Regions from separate parts of the Rattus norvegicus genome. Here regions 1 and 3 are each linked to region 2. A link is a contact called in public Hi-C data. All regions are on one chromosome and are shown on one strand. The core of a region is the stretch at or near the end of the contact, and the rest is flanking DNA. Distances in the headings are between cores, read along the strand shown. Region 1 holds the start of Slc25a39 (solute carrier family 25, member 39). Region 2 holds the start of Tmub2 (transmembrane and ubiquitin-like domain containing 2). Region 3 holds the start of Tmem101 (transmembrane protein 101).

The links. A called contact is a pair of places that touch in the nucleus more often than the background predicts.
Region 1: a Hi-C map of liver shows a contact between it and region 2, with 3 times the contacts expected there. The contact joins the promoter of Slc25a39 here to the promoter of Tmub2 in region 2. A contact is called at or near these places in 5 of 12 Hi-C or Micro-C datasets (hepatocytes, kidney, liver and 1 more) and 1 of 1 datasets of contacts at active chromatin or transcription factors (oligodendrocytes).
Region 3: a contact with region 2 is called in a Hi-C map of Schwann cells, with 2.8 times the contacts expected there. The contact joins the promoter of Tmem101 here to the promoter of Tmub2 in region 2. A contact is called at or near these places in 5 of 12 Hi-C or Micro-C datasets (the A7r5 cell line, the Rat2 cell line, Schwann cells and 1 more).

The regions. Positions count from the first base shown.
Region 1 is chr10:87,865,653-87,868,470 of GRCr8, reverse strand. It overlaps Slc25a39 (solute carrier family 25, member 39), which reads left to right and starts at 1,498. Exons shown (of 12, transcript NM_001024792.1): 1 at 1,498-1,590; 2 at 2,328-2,427; 3 at 2,548-2,607; 4 at 2,730-2,774. The coding sequence starts at 2,343.
Region 2 is chr10:87,737,616-87,740,315 of GRCr8, reverse strand. It overlaps Tmub2 (transmembrane and ubiquitin-like domain containing 2), which reads right to left and starts at 1,361. Exons shown (of 3, transcript NM_001031651.2): 1 at 854-1,361. The coding sequence starts at 888.
Region 3 is chr10:87,607,511-87,610,535 of GRCr8, reverse strand. It overlaps Tmem101 (transmembrane protein 101), which reads left to right and starts at 1,483. Exons shown (of 4, transcript NM_001191650.1): 1 at 1,483-1,663; 2 at 1,974-2,154. The coding sequence starts at 1,527.

The DNA of each region.
Region 1 (2,818 bases), core at 249-2,748, 130 kb before region 2:
GTAAACCATTAACTTTGAGGTTGAAAGGACCTTAGCAGGCGCTTAACCGCTGGTTTATGAAACGACTTTTGTGTTGCTTTTAAGCCAGGTTTAGGGTGAAAGGAGAATGGGAAGGGCAAGGCAGTGTCTACTGTGTAGCCCAGGCGACACTTAACTCGTGACTCTCCTCCCGCCTCAGCCTCCGGGCCAGCCGATCGCCGAGGCCTCTAGATCATTGGCTGCTTTCCTAACTATCCGTTTGCGCTCACTCCGCCCCTAAAACTGGAGGTTCTGAGCTCTGGAAATGCCGTAAGGGTTTTCTCCGGGAAAAATTATGGTTGGCCCCTTGGAATCCACGTGCTGGCCGGGCTGGCTGGGCGGCTCCAGCACCGTTCGCAACCAGTCCGGGCCTGGGGGGGCGGAGAAGGTAGTGACGTCAAAGCCGCGGCCCATTCTTCTTAAAGGTGCAGGCTCCCACCTCGTGCTCCGGTTCCTGTTAGACTAAAATTCGCGCTAGTGTGGAAGTCTTAAAGGCGAGGCGGGTGGTGGGGTACTGGGTACTGAGCTGGTGCGGAAACAGCTCTGCGTGCAAGCCCACTCATAATCTGAGAAGGCAGTGACAAAAGTTTTAACTTGAGTCCTCTCCATTTTCTGTAAAATGGGGGCACCTTCGTCAGTAATAACCTAGGAAAAGTTTTGGTAGAGGCCATCCTGGCCTACATTGGAGGCTCTGTGCCAGTCAAGATACATAGATTGTCTCAAAAAAAAAAAAAAAGAAAAGAAAAGAAAAGAAAAGACAACTCTTAAGTTTTGAAAGTGTTAACACTCTTTAAGATCTGTCGCGAAACACGGGTTTTCTTCCCTGCTCTACGCTCTGCGTGTCCCCGGAGTCCTCAGCCCAAAGAAGTCCTGTAAATTGATTGGCCCAGGGCCCCACCATGCCTGGCCCAGGTTACAGGTCGGCTAACAGGGTTGCCCTGCAGTTCCTAAAGCCTTCCAGGGTTGCAACCCCGTTTCATCATCCGTAAATGAAGAGGATGGTAATTCCTGCCAACACGCTCGCTATAAATTGTAAACTCCCGCCACGGAGCTAAGTGGGCAGAAGTTTGCCATTGCTGTCCGACACTCTGATGACCTTGAAGAACCGACCCTCGCGGCAGCTGCCTTCTATAGGACGCGGAGCAGCAATACCCACGCGGTCTGGAAAGTTCCAGCGATCGCAAGTCTGGACTCTCCGGGCAGCGCTCCTCCGGGGCGCGGGCAGAGGAGAGCTACTGTGGCCAGGTGCAAGCGCCGTCCAGGCGGCGACCTTGACCTGAGAGCCGCAAGGAGCGCGGGGCCGCGGGGACCCGCCCACGGGGCCGCGGCGTAAGGGCGGGACTCCAGTGGGAGGGGGAGGGCCGCGAGTGGGCGGACCTCGTTGCACTCCGTGCGCGCGGCCGGTCGGCCACGGGGCGGGGCTTAGCTTGCTGGGGGCGGAGTCGGCCCCACCGCTCTCCCAGGCGGCCGCTGTGCGAAGCGGGCACGCGCGGACCCTGCACCGGCCGCGGAGCCGCTATGGGCCCGCCAGGCCCCTGGCGTGGCGCGGCGCAAGGACCGGCTCAGAGCCAGGTGGGCGGGCCAGGAATGAAGCGGGTTCTCTGAGGGTCCCCGGCTGGGAGGCGAATCGAGGCTATGGGAAGGGGTGGGCCTCGCCGTGAACCTTTTTGCTGGGCCTGGGCATGGAGTGCAGCCGAGTCTCGGTGAAAGGGTTTGTTACCGGGTCTCTGCTTCCGTCTCCACGGCTTGTATTTAAGAGAGAGAGGAGGCAGAGAGAGAATGTCCTCTCATTCAGGCCTTACGGCCTGTCCCGTCTGGCCACGGGCTGGCGGTGTGGGGGGAGGGCCAGCAATCTTGGGAAGGAAGATGGACCTGCCTCTCTGTCAGCAGATTTGTTTACAAGTTTCTCTCGATGCCGGACTCGACCTCTCCTCGCCCAGGGCGTTCATGTGCCCGCCCAGATGTTGGGTGGAAGGGCTCAGGCGTTTTGATCTTTTGGCCTCTGAGATCCGGAGGAGCATAATAACCATGTGGCTGAGGAAATGGCCATCACTACCATTGGCCAACGGCTATTCTAGCTTCTTTCTAAACGAATGACGTAACCACGAAGGTCATAGCAACCCTTGAGCCTTAGTTTCCCCCTCGGCAAAGTGAGCACGTTTCTAGATTTCAAAGATTATAGAGGCAAACTCTGGATGAGTGTGCCGTTGTTGAAGTCCCAGAGCATTTTACTTCATGCTTGCTCCCCCATTCCCAAGCCTTTCTTGTCATGGGCTTAAGCTCCATTTAACTGTGGTGTGTGTTTTCAGAATTGAAACTCAAAGATGGATGATCAGGATCCTGGGGGCATTAGCCCCCTTCAGCAGATGGTGGCCTCAGGAGCTGGGGCTGTGGTCACCTCCCTCTTCAGTAAGACCTGGGGAGATTGGGGTGTGGGTAGCTGGGAATTAATGTGGGCTGAGGTTGGAGGCAGTTTGGTTTTAATGAAGAAGAGGGTGAAGGAACCTTCAAACTTACCTCCTTCCCCAGTGACACCCCTGGATGTGGTGAAGGTCCGCCTTCAGTCTCAGAGACCCACGGTAGCCAGCGGTAAGTACCAGAACTTAGAACCAGACCGAGGGGAGCTGCCTGACAAAATAATGATTTCCCAGAAATGGGGTTCCAGTGGGGGAGGCAGCATTCCTGACCACCAGGGCTGACTTGTGTTTCAGAATTGACAACTCCCTCCAGATTCTGGAGTCTTTCCTACACCAAATGTGAGTTCCCTGAGCCCCAGGTCCCTGGGAGGGCCCAAGGAAGA
Region 2 (2,700 bases), core at 112-2,611:
AATAAATACACTTTGATCTATCTAGGACAGAATCAGATCACTTCAAATAGACAAATACGTTGGGACTATCAGCAGAGATGTTCATCTATTAAACTGTTCTGGCAAATTCTGGGGAGTCACTTAGGGCAGTCACCAGAAACACTATCCTCTTTAGTCTCCATGGGCTTGGCTTACAACTGCAAAATCACTGTTCTGGCATATACTCCAGTTATCCCAGAACTTGGGAAATAAAGGCAGTAGGATACGAGGTTCAAGACAAGCCTCCACTACATTGCAAGTTCAAGGCCAGCCTCAGCTACATGAGACAGCTTCAAGAAAACCACTGCCCAAGTAGAAATTATTTGGAAAAATTTCCCAACAGTTCTCACAATCCTTATTTCAGTCTGTCTTGTGATATGAAGGTTCTCCCTCTCTGTGGCTTCTGAGAAAGCGCTGGAGGCTCTCTGCATATTCCTCGGAGTACTTTCTCTTTTCCTTGGAGAATCTACTTTCACAGCTGTCTCTGGGCTAATCCATCTGGTGATTATCATTATCAGACTATTCTCACAGCACCCATAAAGCATCATTATACTTATAACCTGTCCATCTCTTCATTGACTCCTGGAAGATAAGAACTGAAGGTAGTGCTCTTTGAAGCTCTTAATGCAATGCCACAGTAACTGCTCAAGGAATATTTGTGGAACACACCAACATTCAAAGAATTTCCACAGCCTTATTTAACAGATTGGCCCTGGAGTCAGGGAAGCAATTACAGATCACTGTCTAGCCTCTCTTCTAGCTATGCAACTTGCAACAACGTTTTCAAAGCCTCAGCTTTCTCATCAGTAAAGTGGCGTTTAAAATGGTTACCTACCTCATAAGGTTGTTTTGAAGATGACGTGAAATCATCGAAGCAAAAATAATTAACACTGTTCAATAAACAAATGATAGCAATTACGTCTCACTCCCACAACTAAACCCTGATGGTAAGGTTAATGTCAGGAACCGTGATTTACACAAAAGGAAACTGTGGCAAAGACAGATGGAAACGGAGGACACAGGGAACTGCCGTGGGCAGGGGCCAGATAGGACCCTGCATCTGTCTGATCCAAGGCTTCAGCTCTCTCCTCAGTCAGTGGACGACCCCGACCGCACTGTCGGGAGTCGTCTCCGACCGTGCTTTTATCTGAGGTGAAGGCTCGGCGTCTGAGAGGTTCTATTCCCTTGGCAGTGGAGTCCATGGGTCCCCCGAGCCGAGGGGCTTCCGGGTTTCGGACGCAGTGCCCAAGCCCGACTCTCCCGGTCAGTGATGGTTTAGGGTCAGGTGAGGAAGCGGGGGTCCGGGGGTAGGGGTCGCAAACCATCCACACCCCTCAAACTTCGGGGCGGGGCAGAGGAGAAGGGGCGGAGCTTGAGGACGCGAGGAGTCATGGGAAATTAAAGGGGGTTTGGATTGTTACTGTGCCTCGATGGGGAAGGAGAGCCTCACCTGACAAAGCCAGGATAAATGTTTTGACTTCGCCAGGGCAGTCTTTGTACTCGTCTTTCCGTAGGGGTCAGGGGAGGGGCTGGCAATTCAGGATTCTGTCCAGGCTCCGATCTCTTCCGGCTTTTCTCGGAAGCTGTTAACATCCGGGACAGGAAGTCCCGCCCCCCGCCTTGTACTGATGACGCAAAGCTACGTAAGGCGGACTGACGTAAACGTAATCTTTAAATAAAAGGGCCAGGTTGCGCCGCGGCAGGAGGGGCGGAGTCACTGTTGGCGGGATTTCGGAACTCCGGCCGTAAGACCACGCCCAGTGGGCGTGGCCTCGGGCCGCCTGGAGGTCAGAGGCGGGGCAAAAAGAGAAGAGGGTGGGGGGTGCTTGTGGAAGGGGCGTGGTTTCATGCTCAGGAGATTGCCCTGGCAAGCTCTGCTGGTCTACCGGTCGTTAGGTTTCCTTCTTTCCCGCGTGGTTTTTCCTTCCGGCTTGGTTCTCGTGCTCCAGAGCTAATGGGATTCATTACTGCTCCGCCAGTACGCACCGTGCTCCAATGTTGGGAGCGGTAAGGTTTGTATTTCTGACTTCTAAGATAGTTGTTACTCGAGGAGACGGGCAAGAATACAATTTAAAGTCTTAAGTACTGGAAGATTTCTGCCCCATATAGCTTTGATAAATAAAGCCGTAAGGCATTTTAGGCAGATACAAATGCAGTGCTCTCTTAAAAAAATGATCTCTTTTTTTTGTTTGTTTGTTTTTTGTTTCTATGTGTATGTCGTGTGTGGGAGCTTGCAGAAGCCAGAAGAGGGCATTGGATCTCCAAGAGCTAAGGTTACAAGAGGTTGTAAATTGCCAGTCTTGAGTGCTGGGAAGAGAACTCAAGTCTTCTAGAAAGAGCAACAAGTGCTCTTAACCATTGAAACATCTTTCCATCTATCACCCTGGATTAGTTTTTCCAATTTTTTTGTCTGTGATTTCCTATGTAGTAGAGCAGCCGTTCTCAACCTTTTAGTCTAACGACTCTTTCAGAAGTCGCATACCGGGGCTGGAGAGATGGCCCCGGTGATGGATTAAGTTTCCAAGCTTTACAACAAATCAGATGGCCAGACTCAAACAGAGCAGATTCAGCCATCACCCCTGTAGTAAGGCTATACCATACTAGAAACTAAAGAGCAGTGGGGCTGGAGAGATGGCTCAGCGGTTAAGAGCACTGACTGACTGCCCTTCCTAAGTTCAATTC
Region 3 (3,025 bases), core at 234-2,733, 130 kb after region 2:
CTGTGGCTGACAAGACATAGTGACAACGCCATATGTTCATTTATCTGTCTGTGCAGCACCTAAGTCCTGAATGTATATCTGGGGGGTTGGGGATTTAGCTCAGTGGTAGAGCGCTTGCCTAGGAAGCGCAAGGCCCTGGGTTCGGTCCCCAGCTCTGAAAAAAAAAAAAAGAAAAGAATGTATATCTGGCCCTGAGGCTATAAATAAACAGAAACTACATACTTACTGTCTTTGCACTCATGGAATTCATAATGTGTGTGTGTGTGTGTGTGTGTGTGTGTGTGTGTGTGTGTGTGTGTATTGATAACAAATACATAATTGCCTTTGTGGTGAGCTGATTAAAAGGAAAGGCAGCTGTTAGTCATGTTCAGGCATGTTCATAGTCTACCCTTAAGGTGGATGGAGGCAGGAGGATCATGAGTTGGAGGGTATTCTGAGCAACATAGGAAATTATATGAACACTCACGGCAGCTTCTCCTCCCAAAAGATGTTTGGAGAATAAGGAAGGTGGAGGCGGCTGAAGTTAAGCTGATTGCTGTTTGGGATCGAGTGGGAAGATGGCAACCGGGAAAAAGTCTGATTATGATGTCTTAAATGCGTAGATCTTTCTCTTCTCCCAGGAGACAAAAGGCATCAAGACCAAACAGATGACTTAGAGCCAAGAGGACTCCTTACTTTACAAGTTCAGCTAAAGACAGGGAATCCTCTCTGGGTCCTGTGTGCATGTATTACACTCTTTCATTGGACCCTTCTTATCTGCCGATACCACCTTTGTTAAAATCAAGTCTCCCAGCAATGATGAGGTGGAATGTCATTATCCCCATTTCACACTTGAGTCTCCATTTAGATGACAGAGTTGGTTTTCAGGTTGGAGTCCAGGCCTGGTCACATCCAGAATTGGTTGCTTCCATACATCAAGCTGTATTCCAGGATTTCTGATATTTCAACCTTACGCTCTTTGCTCCTGTTCCATTTTGAATGTACGAAGAACACTCACTGGTTTCTGTTTCAGAAGTCCTGAGTTCAATCCCAAGCAACTTGAGTGATTCACAACCATCTATGACAGGGTCTGATGCCCTTTTTTGTCATGCAGGCATACATGTAAATAGAGCATTCGTATACATAAATAAACAAATCTTTTATGTTTTGTTTGTAATGCATAAGCGTGCATGCCAGAAGAGGGCATCAGATCACTTTATGGAAGGTTATAAACCACCCTGTGGTTGCTGGGAATTGAACTCAGGAGCTCTGGAAGAACAGCAGTGCCCTTAGCCATCTCACCAGCCCCTAAACAAATCTTTTTTTAAAGGCAAAGAAAGTGCAAAGAGAAGCTCGGAGTTCTCTCCGTAGGGAGAGTTTAGAAAGGCTGACTCCTCCACATTTTTTTTTCTCGCCCGGAACTAGAGAGCGAGAGCTTTGTTTCCGGACGAAAAGAAAAACAGTAAGGGACCGGAAGTTGCCTGTATCATCCTCCGTGCTGGTCTCCCAGACCCGGCTGAGGCCGTACCGGACTGCCCTTTCCCAAGATGGCTTCGAAGATTGGTTCGAGACGCTGGATGCTGCAGCTAATCATGCAGCTGGGTTCCGTGCTGCTCACGCGCTGCCCCTTTTGGGGCTGCTTCAGCCAACTCATGTTGTACGCTGAAAGGGCCGAGGCGCGCCGGTGAGCGCGCCCACGAAGCCGTCGAATGCGGTGGGGGGCGGTACGGCCTGTCCTGGGAACTGGGGTGCGGTGATGTTGGGAGAAGTTGGGGGCCAGAAGTCGGAGCACTTAGATCGGGAGGAATTGGTGCTCAGACAGATTGGAAGATGCTCTGGTTCGGCTGTACGACCAGAACTGATGTGGCGGCCCCAGCAGTGAGGAGGGTCTCTGGTTTCTGGGGAGCAGTGAAGATTGCGGGAATTTACAGAGGTCCCCAGACCCTTACTCTCCATTCATTCTGTCCTCCTTGTTCCCTACACTCGATTCACAGGAAGCCGGACATCCCAGTGCCTTATCTATATTTCGACATGGGGGCAGCTGTGTTGTGTGCTAGCTTCATGTCCTTCGGAGTGAAGCGGCGTTGGTTTGCGTTGGGCGCCGCACTCCAGCTAGCCATTAGCACCTATGCCGCTTACATCGGGGGCTATGTCCACTACGGGGACTGGCTAAAGGTGAGCACGTGAACTCTAGAAGAGATTTAGCTTTGGGGAAGGAGCTGGTGCATGTGGTGGGCACGTGTGGTACTCTCAAACGTGAAGCCAGGGGGAAATTGGAGTACTGTTTGAGGCGGTTTTGTGATTATTACAGAACACAGACGTGTCAGACCCACAGAGACCACACAGACCCTTGTAGAGTGTGAAAATGGAGGTCCAGAGATGGAAAATGGACTTACCAAAATCATGCCACAATGTATCGAAGGGACCCATAACCCAGAGTTGTCTGATTCCCCAAATCCTTTAAACCATTAATTTATTAGTCTTAGACAGGTAAAGCAAAAGAGATCTTGAGGATATCTGGTCTACTCATCAGGTTTTATGAAATGTAGTGAATACTAGTGTAGAATTTGTGCCTGCAAATGCAGAAGTTATTCGTTTTGTTTTGTTTCTAGACAGAGTTTCTCTGTATAACCCTGGCTGTTCTGGAACTGCTCTGTAGACCACAATGGCTCAAACTCATACACAGAGATCAGTCTGCCTCTGCCTCCCAAGTGCTGGTATTAAAGGCATGCACTGTCGCCGCCGCTGCCACCACCACCAGCAACGCCGGGCTGGCTGTTCTTGTTTTAGTTGGTATAGAGTCAATACTACACAAAAGGAGGAACTCTGGGATTAGGTTTCAAACTAGGAGTGGAGGAGGTGGCAACCTGTGGCATCTTTTTTTTTGGGCCTTGGGCTTCCTAGGCAAGCGCTCTACCACTGAGCTATATCCCCAACCCCAACCTGTGGCATCTTGAGTCCTGCCGCTTTCTGTAGGGCCATGGACAGTTTCCTTATCCCCTCTCAACCCTCAGTTTCTGCCTTGTAAAGAAAGTTCTCTCTCTCT